Linked DNA regions of Mus musculus: region 1 is linked to region 2. Evidence: chromatin contacts called from public HiChIP or PLAC-seq data. All regions are on one chromosome and are shown on one strand. The core of a region is the stretch at or near the end of the contact, and the rest is flanking DNA. Distances in the headings are between cores, read along the strand shown.

Region 1 (3,487 bases), core at 918-3,417, 1.4 Mb after region 2:
GCTTCTTTTCTTACAGTCATGTTGAGTTTCGCAATAGCTTCCACTTACTTTACATCCCCCATGCTTAAAAACAAATTGTGTTTGAGTTCCTCAACCCTTGTCCTAAAATACTATGATAGCTCTTTTTTGTAAATCTGGATGCAAAGAAAACATGAGAAAATGTTCAATTTCCTGAACTATGAGTCTATTTCACTCACACCACTCAAAATATAAAAAGTGGACTGGGGATAAAGCTCAATGGGTACAGTGCATGCACAAAGCCCTAGGTTCAATCCCCAGCGCCACATAAACTGATAAACTGGGCATGGAAGCGAATGCTTGTATCAACCCTTGGTACGTGGAGATAGAAGGATCAGAAATTTAAAAATGAGTTCAAAGCTAGTATGGGCTACATGACACACTACATAAACCACAGACACACACACACACACACACAAGGGCTAAAGACTGTAGCTCACATGGCAGAGTTCTTACCTACCATGTATAAGACCCTGAGAACCCTAGTACTACATAAACTGGATATGGTGGTACACACCTATTATCCCAGCACTTGGGAGGTGGGTGGAGGATCATGGTCACCCTCAGTTATCTCAGTCTGAGGTGTACTTGGGCTATATGAAACACTGCCCCAATTAATAAACAAGAAAATATACAAGATAATTAAGATTAAGTTCAATCATCCATTAAATAACTCTTAATGAACGAAAGGGAAAATTCACATTTAAGGAAACAAAATTTATTTGTTAGTGTTTAGAGTACCTATAGTTTCTTCAGAAATTATACTGCTGAAAAAATTTTAAACATAGGAAACAAATGAGTTTGCTGAAATTAAAAAAAAAAAAAAACCTGCACATCTCCACAAACCTATACTTCATATGAACCCTGAGAGATATTAAAACACCCTCTGCTAAGCAGAAAACAAAGTTAGGAAAGTAGTAACACGGGAATCTGGGTAGGAGGTGCCCTGGGTAGTAAACACCCCAGTGAGTGCACATAATAAGCATTTCAGAGCAACATAGAAGTCCCAACGGGTCTCCAACTTGGACTGCGAAGTCCCAGGCCCACATCCCTGTGTTCTGAAAGAAATGAAACTTGGAAAGTGGAACACTGGAAAAATGACAATCAGAGTAGCGCCCTACTTTTCTTCTTCTCAACCCCCGGGCCAGCATTTTGGCTGGCTGGTCACCAGTCTGGGTGCCATATCCACCAAAAAACACTAAGCAGTATCCTGGCGGTCTCCCGACTGAAGAAAGAACCAGACTGTATGTCAGTCGCTGTCTCTTCTCCAAATATCCCCCCTTACCCTCTGGATTTCCATATTATCACCGAAGCGATGCCTTCTAGCAACCCAACCCACTCACATGTCCTCCTAAACTCATCCACTTAATCTGTCCAGATCCATACTTTCTGACACCGTGTCTCTTGCTCAGATTCTTCTGAATTCAATCGAAACGCCAGGACCCCCGTTTCCCAATGCTCCACTTCGACCACACAACGCGTGCTTTCACCTGAGCCAGGCTCTCGTCACCCAAACCTACCTCCTGCCTATTTACCTCTGCCTTCTGCAGTGCCAAGCCCTAAACCCACTTTTTGGGAAATCTTTTGAGTCTTCAACCTAGTTTAGCAGTCCTCCTCTATCTTCCACTCCAAGATCCCTCCATTAGACTTCCACTAGACTTCGCTTCCCTCAGGATTCAACCCCCCTTTCCTCGCCACGCCCTGTGCCCCCCGGGGCTACTTACCCCAAGTTCTCCCCACACTTCAGTCCTCTGGCCCCGCCTTCCTCCAAAAGGAAGGAGGCGGGAGAAGAGAAGAGGGCGGCACTCCGCAAGGTAAAGGCGATCTCCCATTAGCGCTCATGGCCGCCAATTGTGGCTTCCTTCTCTCCTATTGGTTGTCTTTAGCCTACGCCCCACCCTCTTCCTCAGACAGGCCTGGCCACCGCCTCAGCGCCCCCGTCCAACAGACTGGGAGGGGAGACCCCGGCCCGGGACGCTGGGACTGGCCAGAGTAGAAGGAGAGACTCCTGTCAGGCCACGGACTAGCTAATGTTAACAGGACTCACCCGCTGGTAGCTCCGGCGCCTCCCGCCCGCCCGCGCTCGGTCCCACAATCTGTCTCCTGCTCCTCCTTTCCCCCCTCAGCGGAGCAGATACTTTCCTCCCGTCCGGCCAGGCGTGTTCACTTCTCGCGAGAAGTGGGGGCGAGGGCGCGACTCGTGGGGCTGAGTTGGACCAGGGCCTAGGGGCGGGGCTTGCTGTGAGCGTGGCTTGAGTGGAAGGTTGGGCGAGCGCTGTACACACGACTCGCACGTGTTCGGCTGCAAAGTGTGGGCAGCGCGGGGAGAGCGGCCCTGGCGTCTAACGCTGCCGATCTGTCTGTAGCTGTGGAGGTCCGAAGGTGAAGCAAAGGCAGGGAGGGACTGAGAGTGTCTCAGGCAGCCCTCGGATAAAGGGGAATTAAGGGAGCGGAGCCAAGAGAGGGACTTCAGTCACCAAGCTGGTCATTAGTTGTGTGGAGGAAGTTAAGCAAGAGTCGATCCGAGCAGGTGACTGCTTGCACTTTCTGCTTTACACTTGACAGCACCTCACTGGCCGAAGCCCCTGCCCGGTGTGTGCTGTGTGTGAGCTACGATGGTAGTGTGAGGAAGTACGTTCAACTCCAGCCTCACCGCGGCGGCGCCCGCCTCTAATCGCCACATGGAGGCAGGCGGATCTCTGTGAGTTCGAGGCCAGCCTGGTCTACATAGCGAATTCCAGGACAGCCAGCGCTATCCTTGTCTCAACAACCCCCCACCCCACCCCCAAAAGACCATGGATGATCACCAGTCTAGCCTTCTGGGCCAGTGGGAAATCCCGCGTTAAACAAACAATAAAAATAAGGGGGATAGCTCTGAGGAACCAAACCTGAAGTTGTCATCTGGTCTCTTGGACAACCCTCCATACCTGTGAACAACACACACACACACACTTACAGAGAGAAAGTAGGACTGTTAGTGTAGCTCAGTGTGAAGCCACAGCACAGTGATTTTTTTTTTTAAAATTTGTATATGTTACCCAGCAAGTATTTTATTGAAATACCAACAGCACATACTACGTCAAAAACAAAAGCACACACAACACTGTCCTGGTCATGTGGAAAATTTCTCTGACAGAATTTTTATTTTACGGTTGAGGGAGAGATAGGTCATAAGTCAATAATTATACTTACTTCAGAAAGTGAAGAGCTTTTCAGGGTAATGAGACCGAAAGCAACTCTAAGAGGGGAAAAACACTATTGCTAGTATTGAGAGAAGTCCTCTTGAGAAAGTTATTTATTTATTTATTTATTTATTTATTTATGAATGAGGCAGGGCTTATTTTGAAGCCAAGCTGTCCTGAAACTCATTTTCCTGTGTCAGCCTCCACCTAAGTACTTGTATTAAGTATGAGCCACTTGTCTGGCCTGAATGTATACCATCTACATACCAGATGCCTACCTGTGGAGG
Region 2 (3,401 bases), core at 347-2,846:
TTAAACCTGCTTGCAGGTTTCCACAGCTTCCCTTTCTCCTAGCCCTGGGAAAGGAAGGCTGCTTTAGTTATCTCTTCTACCATGCAGGTGGGAAGATGGACCCCTTAGCCCCTCACTCCCCGGGAGCTTCCACTGGGTGAATTCAGAGGTGTACCTCTCTCCCAGTTCCTTCTTCAGAAACCCCAACCCTCCCCTGCGCAGCCCCGGCCTCCCCCTCTCCAGTCTAGGGCTTCCTGCAGTCTGACCCACTGCTACCCTGACCTCAAAGCTTCCCCCAGTTTATTTACCACCACTCCTTATTGTGCCCCCATCTCCACGAACCACTAAGGCCATCATTCATTCCCTAACTTCATCCAATGTACGTTCACAGACTGCTTCCAGGTAGCATATAAACCCCTGCTCTCCCCAAATGTCCTGTCCCTCCCGCTGCCGTGGGCAGCTAGATTTCCCCCACTGAGCGCCCAAGTCCCCCAGAGTGTCCCAGAGCCTGGCTGATGGCTGCGCACTGTGGGCGGGGCTCCCCATAGCGGTCCCCCCCTGGAGGCGGTGCCTGCGTGTCGGGGGGCGAGGCCACTGGAGGCCGCTCCCCACGCCTCTCGGGAGTCTATAAAGCAAGGCTACACGCGGCCCGCTGGGCTGGCGTCCCAAAGCCGTCCCTAACACCATCAAGCAGAGAGAGCGCGGCCTCTGAGGGGCGCCGGACGCCGGAGCCATGACCCTCCGCCGACTCAGGAAGCTGCAGCAGAAGGAGGAGGCGACTGCCGCGCCGGACCCCGCTGGCCGGGCTCCCGACTCCGAAGCCGCTCGCGCCGCCCCGCTACCCTCCGGCCCTCCGGCTGCCGCCGCTCCGCCCGGAGCCCCCGGGGAGGAGCTGTACGCAGCACTGGAGGACTATCACCCTGCCGAGCTGTACCGCGCGCTCGCCGTGTCCGGGGGTACCCTGCCTCGCCGAAAGGTGCGTTACTTAACCTGCATCCCCAGATTCGGTACCCTGCCTTCTTCCTTCCGCAGGATACACTCACCCGCAGCAGCGCCGATGACTGCCACATTCCCCGGCCCTGCGACCCTGGGCCACCCGCCTTGCTCCGCCCAGAAGGTGCAAACCTGCCCACTCGGGTCTCAGAAGGCTGTAGCCCCCGCCATCACAACGCCCCCAGTTCGGGTGGCTCTCCGCTCCATTCCCCACACGCGGATGCCCCATCTCCTCCCACTCTCTTGCCTTAACTCCGCCCCAGCACCCCCTTTCTACAGCTTGCTCCATCTGGCTTTCTGCCGCCTCCTGCTCCGCCTGCGGGTGTCCAGAAGTCTAAAAACTCTCAGGACCCTGCCGCCCAAGCACCTTCTCAAGTTGGAGCAGGGATAGAGAAGGAACCTCACCACTTGCCTCGAACAAGTTGAGGGTCCTGGAGCCCTGGGCGGGAGAGAGATTAATGGCCCCTTAGAAGTAGTGCTGCGAATTCCCAAAAACTCCCCCTCCGCAGGAACACTCGGCTTCTTGGGCTCAGGGCCTCGTGCTTTGTACCGCATCTTAGATGCGGGATGTGAAAGCGTAGCTCTTCTAACTTCAGCCAGGACCGGACGCTGTGGGAGAGTCACAGGGCAGGAAGGATGCGGGCCGCACCCGCCCTCTGCCCTAAGTCTCCCTCTAAGTGAAACTCTTCCTCTGGCCTGAGAGAACCTGAGTCTTCAGATGCTGAGAGCCAAGACCCAGGTTAAAGAGAAAGAATGGGTAGCCCTTCCCTATGCGGCCCCCTCCTTCTCTCATGGTCCCTGGCTCCCCCTACACACAATGAACAGCTTGTTGAGAACTTGCATTTTATGAAAATCGGGTTGAAAAACAAAGGGGTCTCTCTGTACTGACCGGTCCTTCCTTCTTGGCCTATTTGGATACTGTCCCCACCCAGAGGTTAGTCTGCTTCTGGAGGAAGAGGGTCCCCTTCTCTTCCTTGCTTTAGGGTAGCTTATGGGGGTAGAGAGTGTTAACAAAAGCACAGACCAGGAAGGCCTCAGGCAGTTTGGCACTTGGGGAAAGGGTTGGTCCCAGATGAGACTTCCTCCAAGAACTAAAATCTTAGGAGGGACAGAGGTTGTTTTTAGGTTATCTGGGGTCCGGAAGAGTTCAGGACATTCTAAAAAAAAAAACAAAAAAAGCTCCCAGTTTTTCAAGCATAGTGAGACAAGTTTGATTCTGAGATTTACTTGTTTTTATTTATTCAATAATTATTTTGTTCTAGAAAAAAATTCATGGCAATATCAAGAGACTCAGGTTTGGAGGGCATACAGCCAGCTTCATCTGGAATCTACTGTCCCACCTACCCCCAAGCAACCTGTTCTTAGGAGATTTGGCACCTCTGTCACATTCAGGCTGTCATTGCCAGGCCCCTGGCTCTCTGCTCTCCTGAATACTGGGTCTGCTTGAACCATTAAATGGACAGACTCAGCTGGTGGGAATCTGTAGAGTAAGAACCCTAAGTCTATGGCTTCCTTCTTCAACTCGGGGAAGCTCCTGCCTCAGCTTTTGGGGCCCGGAAGGTCTGGACCCATCAGACATGATGCCAGTGGTGAGATTATTCTAGAGTCACAGGCTTCTCCAAGCTGGTTAGCAGAGGTGGAGTTTACTGATCTAGAACCCAGAATAGATGTGACCCTGAGGTCCCAGGGACCGTGTGAACTCTGGGAGTGATAACAGCAGCTACATTTGGCAAATAGTTAAATTAGCGCCAAAGCAGAGGTGTAGCTAGGAAGGAAAAGACAGGCAGCAGGAAGTGGGGTGCTGTGTCAGAGTTGGGCTCAGGTGAGAGTCCTTCCAGAAAGGGTTCCTCAGCATCTGCCCCAGGATAGCTCCTTGTCAGCATCTGCCCCAGGATAGCCCCTTGTCGGCATCTGCCCCAGGATAGCCCCTTGTCGGCATCTGCCCCAGGATAGCCCCTTGTCGGCATCTGCCCCAGGATAGCCCCTTGTTGGCATCTGCCCCAGGATAGCCCCTTCTCGGCATCTGCCCCAGGATAGCCCCTTGTCGGCATCTGCCCCAGGATAGCCCCTTGTCGGCATCTGCCCCAGGATAGCCCCTTGTCGGCATCTGCCCCAGGATAGCCCCTTGTCGGCATCTGCCCCAGGATAGCCCCTTGTCGGCATCTGCCCCAGGATAGCCCCTTGTCGGCATCTGCCCCAGGATAGCCCCTTCTCAGCATCTGCCCCAGGATAGCCCCTTCTCAGCATCTGCCCCAGGATAGCTCCTTGTCAGCATCTGCCCCAAGATAGCACCTTCTCAGCATCTGCCCCAGGATAGCCTTTTCATTGTCTTCTGACTGTTTTACCACCCAGGGCTCAGGATTCCGTTGGAAGAATTTCACTCAGAGTCCTGAACAGCAACGGTGAGTCACCCCCACCCAAAGTCCCTG

Evidence for each region. HiChIP or PLAC-seq counts read pairs in DNA pulled down with a chosen protein or histone mark.
Region 1: an H3K4me3 HiChIP or PLAC-seq map of stem cell-derived neural progenitor cells shows a contact between it and region 2, with 9 times the contacts expected there. The contact joins the promoter of Atf7 here to the promoter of A330009N23Rik in region 2. A contact is called at or near these places in 3 of 39 promoter capture datasets (hippocampal neurons, pre-B cells and stem cell-derived epiblast-like cells) and 1 of 115 datasets of contacts at active chromatin or transcription factors (stem cell-derived neural progenitor cells).

What each region holds. Positions count from the first base shown.
Region 1 is chr15:102,623,297-102,626,783 of GRCm38.p6, forward strand. It overlaps Atf7 (activating transcription factor 7), which reads right to left and starts at 2,168. Exons shown (of 12, transcript NM_001310067.1): 1 at 2,066-2,168.
Region 2 is chr15:101,223,590-101,226,990 of GRCm38.p6, forward strand. A330009N23Rik (RIKEN cDNA A330009N23 gene) reads right to left here and starts at 1,597. Exons shown (of 3, transcript NR_045328.1): 1 at 1,385-1,597; 2 at 1-44. It overlaps Grasp (GRP1 (general receptor for phosphoinositides 1)-associated scaffold protein), which reads left to right and starts at 618. Exons shown (of 8, transcript NM_019518.3): 1 at 618-955; 2 at 3,325-3,374. The coding sequence starts at 713.